Regions from separate parts of the Sus scrofa genome. Here regions 1, 2 and 3 are each linked to region 4. Evidence: chromatin contacts called from public Hi-C and HiChIP or PLAC-seq data. All regions are on one chromosome and are shown on one strand. Each heading gives the region's core, a stretch centred on a gene start, on an enhancer-like site or on the middle of the called end of the contact. The rest is flanking DNA. Distances are from core to core; before and after follow the strand shown.

Region 1 (2,700 bases), core at 111-2,610, 240 kb before region 4:
GGCTGCTTGATGAACCTGATGGAAAGAGCCAGGCTGTAAAAGACAGCATTGGGGCTTTAACAAGGCCAGGAGTTCAGAGTGGAGCCAGCTGGGTAGTCTGAACCAACCCAAAGGTTTTAGAACCCAGGGTCCCACAGAGCTGGGACGCCACCAAGAATGTGAAAAGGGAGGGACAGTCTGGCTGGGAGTGGAGATCACTGGAGCCCCCGCACTGCCAGCTCCCAGATGCAAATCCACAGGGGGAGCGAGAGGCCAGGACAGCTGTGCCTGGCACCTGGGGGCCCTGGGTCCTGTTCACACGACTAGGCTCCAAGACCCCCTGGGGTGGGGCAGGTAGACACACATGTGTCCCCTCACCAGCTCAGCTGGACCAGCATCTCAGGGAAGAAGACCCCCAACCCCCCTGGCTTGTGTTTGTGACAATGCCAAGCTGTTTACCCATGGGGAACAAGGAAGCAGAGGGGCACCCCATCTGGGAAGGAGGGTGGGGCGATGGCCCGATTTCCCAAGGCCAGAAGCAGCAAGGGTCTGACCAGGGTGTTCCCTGAGTCAGCAGCCCAGCGGACGAGAGGGCTCAGCATCCCTCCGGACCCTCCACTGACCTCTGATCAAAGTGGCAATGCCAGCTTTGGACATGCTTGGTAAACATCTAGGAGACAGATGACCCTGTCGTTCTCAGCATTCCGCACCCCCCTAGAAGGACCCTCATTCTGCACATCTGATGCCTCTGGCATCTGTTGCCACCTATAACACAATCCCACCCCCTCCCCTGCCCCCGAACTTCGAAGCAAAGCTTCCGAAGAGATGGCTCTCCGAGTTCCCTTACTGCCCCGTCCTTTCTCTCAAAAATTCCTTGGATGTCAGACCTCCCAGCAGTGCCGCTGTGTCTCTCCCGGGGAAAACTTTTCTAATTTGAGTCCGAGCTTTCCCTTTTCTTCCTGTCATGCCATCCCTCCTAATGATAAGCCTTTGTGCCAGGTCCAATTATACACAAAGCTCAAAGGAGCAGCCCCAACTTTAAACTTGGCCCTGGCCATTGGAAGGGGACGTCTCGGGCATCTTGCTTAGCCCAGAAGGAAAGACATTGTTCTCCAAGGGGAAACAAAGCCAAGGAGAGAGGGAAACGCTCTTGCAAAAATAAAAGTCAAGAATGAAGCCACAGACCACGCTGGCCGCCCCAGGACACTGGGGCCCAAGGACGATACTGCATCTGTGAGGACTCTGCCCTGCCCCCAGCATGCAGAAGCAGCAGAAAGGCTCTGATTTTTCCTTTTTTAAACACTTCCCTGACCCTACCTACGCTCTCCCTGCAGGGTCAGCAGAGGGTGAGATGAGAGCATTCGCCGGGAATTTCCTGACTTCTGCGAATTTTTCTCAAGATCTGGCCATGAGTCAACGGGAGGCACTGTGACACATGGTATGACTTGCAGTGCCCCCCCCTCCCTTCTGGAACACCCTGAAAAGCATCTCTCGGTTGAGTAACTGAGGACGAAAATTCATAAGCCTCCCCCGCCCATCCCCCAACTTACCCTGCCTATTGCCCCACACTTAGAGGAGATGAGGATGTATATTGAATCAGGATATTCATATTTTCTAGAAGTACAGAGAGTGCCTTTCACTTCTTTTGCAGAATTAAGCTCTCTTGTATGATGTCTGTTGGTCTTTATGTTTGGGGTGTTTAAAGAACGGGGCAGGGGAGGGGGCAATGAGAAGAGGCGGGGAGGAGAAAGAAGATCACTGCTCAGGTTTCCACTGTCCTGAGAAGATCTGGGGGTCTAGACCGTGCCGTGAAAGGACCAAGTGAGCTGGATCAGGTTGGCGGGTGGATGCATCTGTTCAATGTTACTGATGTTGACAATAAATCTGAAATAACCAAGCAAAGCCGAGTGATTATGATTTCACATGTGAATTATCTGACTGCCAGGACTGGGACTTTGCTAGCAGAGACCAATGACGACCAGTCTCTGCTACTGATGGTTTATAATTCCTCTCAGAGTTGGGAGAGAAGGGCTTGGATCAATAACATCTTTCAACAGATTTTACAATTAAAATGAAGAGCATTCACCCAGCCATGAAAAAGAATGAAATTGTGCTGTCTGCAGCAACATGGATGGAGCGATAGTGATATTATGCTAAGTGAAATGTCAGACAGAGAAAGACAAATACTGTATGATAGCACTTGAATGTGGAATCTACAAATAACATAAGCCAGTAAATATACCCAAAAGAATCAGACTCACAGTTACAAAGAACGAACCAGTGGTTACGAGTGAGAAAAAGAAAGATGGGGTAGGGACAACTTAGGGGCAGAGGATTAAGAGAGGCAAACTACCGTGGGAAAAAATAGATAAGCGATAAGGACATAGCGGACAGCACAGGGAATTACTGCCATTATTTTGTCCTAACTTTTAATGGAGGATGATCTGTCAAAATACTGAATCACTCTGCTGCACACCTGAAACTAATATAATATTTCAAATCACCTATACTTCATTACTTAATTTAATTGCTTTAATTAATTTATTAATTTAATCCCGTTAATGAATGGTAGTGCTGAAACTGCTAAGCGTTTGTGGAGCCTGGCCTCACGTTTCGCACATGTGGCAGCTTTTTGCAAACTCTGGTGTGCCAGGTGAACGGCAAGGAATTACCATCCTTGGGGTGCATTAACACCCCTTCTGTGGGACCAAAAAAGATGTC
Region 2 (2,778 bases), core at 66-2,565, 210 kb before region 4:
GAATGCTCCCAGTGACAGAGTTCTATTTTAAAACAAGCTCTAATTGTTAGACAGTCCTTCCTTATATGTGCAGCTGCAAAAAAGAATGAGGAAGTTCTCATTGTCCTGATGTGGAGAAACCTCCAAGATATACTATCAAATGAAAGGAAAGGGACAAAAAAATGTTATTGAATAATGTTGCGCCATATAGTATCTTTAGGATGTTTTAAAATGAGAAAAAATAAGAACTATGTTCATAGCTGCTTATATGTGCATCAAGGAACGCTGAAAGAATATACAAGACACTTAAAAAAGTAAAGTTTACTTAAGGGGATTCAGGAACAATGAAGCAGAGGATGATGGGAGTAAAGAAAGCTAACACGTACATGGAAGTTACTGCCTGCCAGGAGCTACTCTGTGTTCTTTACATGCGGGAACCCATTTTATCTTCACAGCAATCCTGCCTCATTCTTCCTATTTTTCAGATGAGGATGCTGGGGCTCAGAGAGGTTAAGTAAATTGCCTAAGGTCACACAGCCAGTGAGCAGCAGGAATGCCATACAAATCGAAGCAGCATGACTTCAGAGACCATGCTCTAAGGACCCTGCCAAACATTCCCTTTCAGAGTACAAGGGGGAGAGGGAGCCTTTTCCCTGCATTTGTATTTGCTTTTCTACTTTTGTTAGTTTGGTTGGCTGGTGGGTTAGTTGGTTAGTTAGTTGGCTGTTTTCCTTTTTTAACCATGTGAGTGTATTATATAGTGCTAAATAAAATTTTCTCGGGTTGCTATGAGGAAGCAATGTGACCAACTGGGGGTTGGGTCTTGGGGGCAGAGTTTGAAAAGATCCTTCCCAAAAACATTCCAGAATACCACTGTGCTCTTAAGCATGAGGCCCCAAACCAGTCTCTAACACTGGTCTGACCAACATAACTATTAACTCTCTTGTTTTGAGGACTGTAGTTCTACTAAGACAGCCTCTGTTTACACCTGCTTTTTCAGAATTCTCATTCCTCCATTGCAACTAACTGAAATGTCCTACATCTCTGCCCAAGTCCTTCTGCCAGCTCAGCACTTCTCCATTCCTGCCTGGCACAGTTGTTTCCTAAGCCTGTGTCTAGGATGTTAAATCTCTTCCCATTAAACTTTCTCTTGTTCGTTGGTTTGACCCATTGGTCCAGCCTGCCTCCATTGGCTCCTGGCTCCATTTCCCCCAGTAGTCAAGATCCTTCCCAGCCAGACAGGTTTCCATTTGACAGAGAAGGAGACTTCCTCCCTAGAGAGGGGACTTGCTGGTGGGGAAGAATGACTCAAGGGCCTTTTCCAGGAAGCCCTACTGTCACAGCCCAGTGCCTTTGGAAGACTCCACCCTGCAGGCATTGCCAAGGCTGCCTCCCAGGTGTCCAGCTCTAGCGCCTCCTATAGGAATTGGGAAAGAGTGCATAGGATAGTCTCCATGTGCATGGCACATGTTCAAAGTTGGCTGGTGATTATAGCGGCTTAAGCCATCATGTTCTAGATTAGCTGCTTGGGATTTTCTGAAGCTTGTGCCGAAATCAGAGATGCCATGGGGATGACATCTTCCTTATCTGTGGAGTGATGTGATGTGGAGTTATTCAACAAGCAATCCCCAGAGAACACAGACCAAGGAACCGGTCCAGGAATTCCACTCTCGTCAGCCTGCCCGCCTGCCATATGTGCAGGTTGAAGTGTGTGTCGACGCTCTACCTGTCTTCTCTCCAAGAGATGGGATCCGACAGCTATTTCAAGGATGAGTCAAAAAAAAAAAAAAAAAAAAAAAAAAACGGGGGGATGCCCATCTAATCCGTATGCTAGGAGCCATGCTGGATTTGGCAAAGTGAGTGGAAAAAGCAAGATTCCCCAGGATAAATTCATCCGTGGTCATGAAGATCCCGGAAAACAGGGCAGGGGAGATAGCAAAAACTCAATTGGGTTGATCCAAATGGCTCCAGGACCATCGTCCATGGGAAAAGGCAGGAAAACACAGCAGTGAGTGAACCCTCAAGGGCTGAAAATGCCTTGGAAATGAGGTGACTCCAATCAGACTCAAGGCCAGCCCTGTGCAAAGGTCATGATGGGTTCGTTTGAGATGTGAGACACACCTCAGAATCTGGAACCAAGCCTCAGATGCCCTTAGGAGTTTTAGCTTCACTGGGTGGGGTGAAACTTACAGTGACAGCCTATTAACCTAGACCCCAAGCTTGTGATCTCCAGTTCTGACCCTGGAGGGGCTCTTGAACTTTACGTAAGCAGGGAATACCTCTGTTTCCCCCTCTTGGTGATAACATTTGGGAAGGTAGAAGGCCAAATAAGAGAGGTCGTTAATAACCCCCACCCTGCCTGCCGAACTGATGGTGTCCTATAAATACAGAGATGATAACATCAGGCAAGTCTTCCAAATTCCTTCGAGAATGTCAGAGAATAAATAGGAAACTTTGTTACTGCCATTACCATGAAATGCAAAAAACTGCCTGCGGGGGTGTGTTTTCTGAAATCCCACAACACAGCTTTTTTCTCATCCGTGTAACCATCTTCACCTTGTCAGAACACTTAACAGAAAGTCCCCAGGACTCCATCATGGGCAATTAAACCTCTGGAAAAGTAGAAAGGCCTGGAAAATATGCCCTTCTGACCCCAAACCCAGAAGCAGGTTAGTGCGAGAAGCTATCCCAACTGGGTGCAGCTGGCACCCCTTAACGGATAAAACTGGTTCCAGGAATGAGTCATACTGATTATACCCTTGGGACATCATTCATAAATATCATCTGTCCCCAAAGACT
Region 3 (2,700 bases), core at 132-2,631, 150 kb before region 4:
CAGAGAAGACTTCTGGAATAACCCAACGACCTTCTCTATCTACCCCTAAGATCCTTCCTTCTCTCACTCCTGCAGGCGTGGTAGCAGAGCCCCAGGGAGAGACTGTCAGGGAGCACTGGACCCCCCTGCTCTCTGGGAAGCCACTTCTGGGTGGCATGAGCCCGCAGCGATGTGCAGCCCTGTCCCTGTCTGCTCTGGTCAGCCTGCCCCACAGAGCCCTGCTTTGGCTCTGGGCAAGAAGAAAGCAGCATCTTCCATGCGTGGAGTATTCTAAAACAAAATAATAACTCAGAGATTTGATGGACTCTGACAGAGGGAAAAAGGGAGTGAAAAAAAAAATGGAACAAAGATGCCATTTTTAAATTACTGGCTCGGGTTCAGGATTTCACTATTTTCTATGGCAAGGAGCAAGTAAAAAAAATTCCTTCTATTGATGAGTATTTTTTTTTAATAGTCAATGAAAGCCAAAGGGCTCCGGGCTTCTGACTTTCCCTCTTGGGGGACCTTGGAGCCTGTCCTCTGGGTAACTCAGAAAAGGACTGGATGGCCAGAAGGCAGGAGGCTCAAAGGCCTCCAACAAGCGGCTCAGAGGAGGCACGGGTGCAGCAGGACACACTGTGTTTTCAGCTCGGATTCTGTGATCTTTCTGCCAAACGGGGGTTTACAAAGCAAAAATCTCCAGAGACTTCTCATACTTTCTGGCTTATTCTCCTGGTGTTCATCTTAACAGGAGTCAGCTGTTCGCCTTCTCACTTATCCAGCATGTTGCCGAGGAGAATTCAGCATCTGGTCTGGCTATTATTAAAAACAAGAACATCCTGCTCTGTCGGGAGAACAGCACCACTGGCCATAAAAAGGACACAGAGATATTTGCATCCAGGATTCCAGAGCCCCTCCAACCCACCCCACCTCTCATCCCACACCCCCCACTCCCCAGGCTTTCATTTTAAAATTTGCCCCAATGCATCTGTCATTTGCATCGTGGTCTCCTCTGTCTGAAACAGAGAGACAGAGCATACTTTTTCCTTTCCCTGGGAGGCAGGAATCACTGGCGTGGTTCAAACACTGACCCGCTCACGCAGTGTGATAAAGTTGAACTACCAGAGGAAATTTTTTTTTTTTTTTTACAACTGCGGAAATGAAAAAGTAAACAAGACTGGGGCTGCCTGGGTCTTCAGGCTCCAGCTTTTTTTGTTGTTGTTTTCGTCTTTTGCTTTTTTTAAGCATTGGGCGAGGAACCATGTAATATGAAAAAAACCCAGAGAGGTTTTATTAGCCAATAAAGAAAAAAAAAAAAAAACTGAATTCCTATTAACCACTTAACTCCTTGCTAAAGTTCCACCCTTGGCTTTTTCCCCTTGGATGCTTCTCTTTCCCTCTGATGCCCATGAGGAATGAAAGCTGGTCCATCAGCCCCTCCCAGCACAATCTGAGTTCACAGTGTGCCCGAGAAGTTGTCGTGGAGAATTATATTTCATCATAATCTCTGCATTTCTCATCTGGGAAACCACTAATCAGATCTCAAGTCAGATTTTCTATGCCTCCACATCCACACCCAGAAAGGCCCTCTGAGCACACTGCTAAAAGGGAGAAAGGTTACTACGATTTTCAAGATTACAGTATTCAGTGACTGTTAGAGAAAAACAGAACCGGGCTAAGGCATGGTTAGAAGGTGTCATGATTCCCACGAAAGACTCCTCTCCTTTCGGGGCAGAAGAATGGAGAGAAACTCACAGAGAAACAGAAAGTGAAACTGGCTAGAGTCATTGCACTGTCAGAGATGGATGCAGTTATTAAAAAAAAAAAAAAAAAAAAAAGTGAATGACCTAATGTAGGAAGGAAAGGATGTCCAAGGAGATTTAAATCATAAAACCGCTGTATTAAGGGCTCCCGCCATTATGCATGTCACGTGGTTTTGTGTGTTTGCCTTTGGCAGTTTTTAAATAATACATTTGCACATTTACATCAATCCCTCATCCGGTTGCATTTTAGGAGTTCCTGGTACCCTCTGCTCTCAAACACCCACCCTCCACCCCATTTAGGTCTGCCGCTATATCCTGGATCTCCTGACTATATTGAGTCTGTCTGACTTCCATGCCCACCTCCGGGCTAACTCTGGTACTAAGGGTTCTCTGGGAGAACTGTCCCAGGGCAGAAGGAGTCCAAGGCCACATGAGACCTAGTGGCAATTTTGTGTTCTGGCCTCCTTTAATGTTGTGAAGACAACATTATCGAGGGGCTTGTGTGGAAGAAATTTTGCTTGTCTTTCCCTTGCGGCCCCGCCCGGCCTTTTGGCATTTTGCTGGAGGGTCTTAGTTTCTCTATAAGGATGACAGGTTGGGGCGAGGCTGCAGGGAGGGGGAGGGGGGACTTCTTCCTTCCTTAGTGCTGTGAGTGACACAGAAGGATCTGGGACAAAAAGATAGCCATCACAATGTGAGCTACCTTTGCAAGGCTAAAACATAAAGCAGTTTTTTTCAGAAAACCCCACTGAGTGATCAGATACCACTGCAACAAGATAAGAAGAAAACAAAATGGAAATAGGTTTTTGGTACAAGTTCAGTGGGTTTCCAGAAACTCGATCCTTCTGCTTTCCAAGTGGCTGTGCAGGTCCGGACAGCAGAGCGGGCTGAATCACAGAGCCCTTCTGAAGAAAAGCTTTACAAAAATTAATAATAATCCCCTCTTACACGTCAGCCT
Region 4 (2,729 bases), core at 28-2,527:
CGGGGTGGAGCAAGTTCGGGCCGCAGCTCGGAGAGTGGGCACCTGGGGGCTCCTGGGGGAGGTAAGACGGCTCGGAGAAGTGGGTCAGAATGTTGGCCGGCAGGCTCCACGGGTGATGAACGGATAAAGAGAACCAGGGTTGAGGTGATGGCTGCGGGCACAGGTGGGAGAGGGAAGGATCTATCTGCACGGGGTCACTACGCCCGGAGCCCGCTGGCAGATCCGGAGGAAGAGGGCCAGACGGCGTTCCTTCGGGTCCGAGCCACCAAGATAGGAACCTTGGAGGCAGTACGGGTCCGGGCTCGGGCCCCCGCGGGCACGGAAACGCTAGCAGGCAGGTCCCGCGGCTCCGGGCAGGGGGCGGGGGGTGGGGGGGCGGCCGCAGCTTCTTACCTTGAAGGCCACGGGCAGGGTCTTGTTGCAACGCCAGTGCGAGGGCAGCACAGAGCACAGGAAGTTGGGGCTGTCGGTGCGGACGAGTTCGGCCGGGTGGTCAGCGATGATCTCCACCATGGTGCGGTTGTCGTGCGGCGGCCGCAACCGGGGCACGGCGGCTGCCGCTGCCGCCGCCGCCGCCGCCGCCGCCGCCGCTGCCGCTGCCTCCTGCTGCTGCTGTTGCTGCTGTTGCTGCTGCTGCTGCTGCTGCTGTTGTTGCTGCTGCTGCTGTTGCGCAGCCACCACCGGGCTCACGTCGCTCATCTTGCCGGGCTGCAGGCTGCTGGAGGGGGGGCTGAAGCGCCGGCTGGTGCTCGGATCTACGGGAATACGCATCACAACAGCCACAAGTTAGCGAAGTGGCCGGGGGAGGGGGAGGAGGGTGGAATGAGGGGCGAGGAGGAGGAAATTGGGGGGGTGGAGGCGAGACGGGGGAAAGGGGATGGAGGTGATGGGGCTGAGGAGGTGAGAAATCAAGTTCGATGAAGCAGACTGCCGGGCGGAGTCTGACGGGGGCCAGCGGTGGCGGTGCGGAGCAATCGGGTTGGCGGGTGACGAGACCCGGGAGGCGCAGATCTTGCTGGAGCCCTTGAAACACCCGGGGTGGCAGCTGCGAACGGGCACCAGGATGTGTTTGGCTCGGGCAGGCGGGAGACTTCACTTCGCAGCAGCTTGGAGTGGGGTCCCTTGGGGCACCGCGTCCTGGGTGCGCTGGCGCCCCCTCCCAGTTCGAGTCCGGCGGTTGAGCCCAGTGGGTTCAGCAGTCCAACCCAGAGGCCAGCATCGCCGCGCGCTGCCCGCCACCGCCGCGCCGCGCCACGAGCAGCTACGCAGCTGCTGGCGTCCGCGCCGCGCCGCCCGCCCGCCCGCGCCGCTGCTGCCGCCGCCGCTCTGCTGCGGCTGCCGCTCCCCCCGCGCCGGCTGCACACTCAGATTCCTCCCGCGGCGGCTGCCAGCCCGGCTCCCCGGCTCGGCTCCTTCCTTTCCCTTCTCCTCTTCTCGCCCTCTCACCGCTCCCTCCTCGCATCCACTCCCTCCAGCTCTTTGCAAAGCTCCCCTGACCCTCGCGCTTCGAGGCGCCAGGAGGTAAGTCGCGGGCAGCGGATCTCGGGGCAGCGGATCTCGAGCCTGCGAATCTCAGCCGCTGCCGCCGCCCGCCGGCCGCGAGAAGTAGCCCCCGGGACGCGGCGTGCAGCTTCCGAAGCCGAGAGAGGCGGCCCGGGTCTAGGGGGATCTCGCCTGGTCGCGTCCTCTTGCTTCTCACCCCCCTCCCCCCTAGAACCAGGAACCCCCTCTTGGTCGGAGGAGGTTGATGCTGAGACGCCAGAGAGCCTGCCGGCTGATCTGCCTGTCGTTATTTTTCGTTGTAACTTCAGGAGAGGAAGAAGGAAAATTCTTGAGCGTCTGTGCTGACTTCTCAGCACTCTTCACCCTTCCCCCACCCCATCCCCCCCCCACCTCTGCCGGAGCGGCTCCCAAGAGGGGTTAAAAAAAAGATTTTACAGAGTTTGGGTGTTTTTTGTCTTAAGCGACTCAAAAAAATTGGGATGGAGGGGACATTTGTCAAAATCGTTTTTAGAAACTCAAACTGTGGGTAGCCGGACACTTTTTTCTTCTATATTCAAACTTGTTCCTAGAGAACAAGGATGAGTTTCTTTAAGGACTGGAAAACTATCAACTTGATGATTAAAATAAGTTGCTAAAACCCTTGCGGGGAGGGGGGGAACCCCAGCAGTTTTCCATGAATCTCAATCTATTAATAAGTCTATTCTGCATCTAAAACTTGGTCTAATGTCTTAACTTCCCCACCACCACCACCACTCCCAAGGAAAAAAAATTAAAATACGAAATAAAATATTCAAAATGCTTCGATGGCTATTTATTTATGTATTTATTTCCCAGTGTGGGTTTAAAAAGCGACTTTGGATCCCCCCAAAAGTTGTGGTCGAAAGGATGAAGGAGCGCAGAAAAAAGGCGGCAGTTTTACCTAAAATGTGGTTTTTGGAGGCTGGGATTTCTAATGATTAGGTTTTTGTGGTTTATATAGACACGACTCTGGCTAAGGCGATCATTACACTGATGAGAGTCAGAAGCACGTGGGTGTCTCCGACCAGCCTCAAACTCTGAGCCTTCAAAACAAATAAAACAATGTGCGGCGCCCGCAGAAGCCGGGAAATCCGCTTGAGGGTATCGCACCCCTAAGAAGGGGGCACAGGGCCGTTTCCCCTCCTCCTAGAATACTTGCTGTCAATCTCCTTTAAACCTCGCAAAGCTTGAAAACGTGTTTGCAAGAA

The links. A called contact is a pair of places that touch in the nucleus more often than the background predicts. HiChIP or PLAC-seq counts read pairs in DNA pulled down with a chosen protein or histone mark.
Region 1: an H3K27ac HiChIP or PLAC-seq map of alveolar macrophages shows a contact between it and region 4. The contact joins two enhancer-like sites. A contact is called at or near these places in 1 of 47 Hi-C or Micro-C datasets (embryonic fibroblasts) and 1 of 2 datasets of contacts at active chromatin or transcription factors (alveolar macrophages).
Region 2: an H3K27ac HiChIP or PLAC-seq map of alveolar macrophages shows a contact between it and region 4. The contact joins two enhancer-like sites. A contact is called at or near these places in 1 of 47 Hi-C or Micro-C datasets (embryonic fibroblasts) and 1 of 2 datasets of contacts at active chromatin or transcription factors (alveolar macrophages).
Region 3: a contact with region 4 is called in a Hi-C map of alveolar macrophages, with 1.7 times the contacts expected there. The contact joins two enhancer-like sites. A contact is called at or near these places in 7 of 47 Hi-C or Micro-C datasets (alveolar macrophages, blood, embryonic fibroblasts and 3 more) and 1 of 2 datasets of contacts at active chromatin or transcription factors (alveolar macrophages).

What each region holds. Positions count from the first base shown.
Region 1 is chr7:40,443,576-40,446,275 of Sscrofa11.1, reverse strand. No RefSeq gene overlaps it. Among named protein-coding and RNA genes, the nearest start is that of SUPT3H, 280 kb to the right of the region's middle. Within about 2 kb of position 1,360, at least 11 of the 83 cell types and tissues checked have an H3K27ac peak or open chromatin away from gene starts, as enhancers often do. A contact at or near this core is called in alveolar macrophages, where this site is marked.
Region 2 is chr7:40,409,053-40,411,830 of Sscrofa11.1, reverse strand. No RefSeq gene overlaps it. Among named protein-coding and RNA genes, the nearest start is that of SUPT3H, 250 kb to the right of the region's middle. Within about 2 kb of position 1,315, at least 9 of the 83 cell types and tissues checked have an H3K27ac peak or open chromatin away from gene starts, as enhancers often do. A contact at or near this core is called in alveolar macrophages, where this site is marked.
Region 3 is chr7:40,356,637-40,359,336 of Sscrofa11.1, reverse strand. No RefSeq gene overlaps it. Among named protein-coding and RNA genes, the nearest start is that of SUPT3H, 200 kb to the right of the region's middle. Within about 2 kb of position 1,381, at least 34 of the 83 cell types and tissues checked have an H3K27ac peak or open chromatin away from gene starts, as enhancers often do. A contact at or near this core is called in alveolar macrophages and skeletal muscle, where this site is marked.
Region 4 is chr7:40,203,954-40,206,682 of Sscrofa11.1, reverse strand. RUNX2 (runt-related transcription factor 2) reads right to left here. Exons shown (of 8, transcript XM_005666074.3): 3 at 394-755. Among named protein-coding and RNA genes, the nearest start is that of SUPT3H, 44 kb to the right of the region's middle. Within about 2 kb of position 1,277, at least 39 of the 83 cell types and tissues checked have an H3K27ac peak or open chromatin away from gene starts, as enhancers often do. A contact at or near this core is called in alveolar macrophages and skeletal muscle, where this site is marked.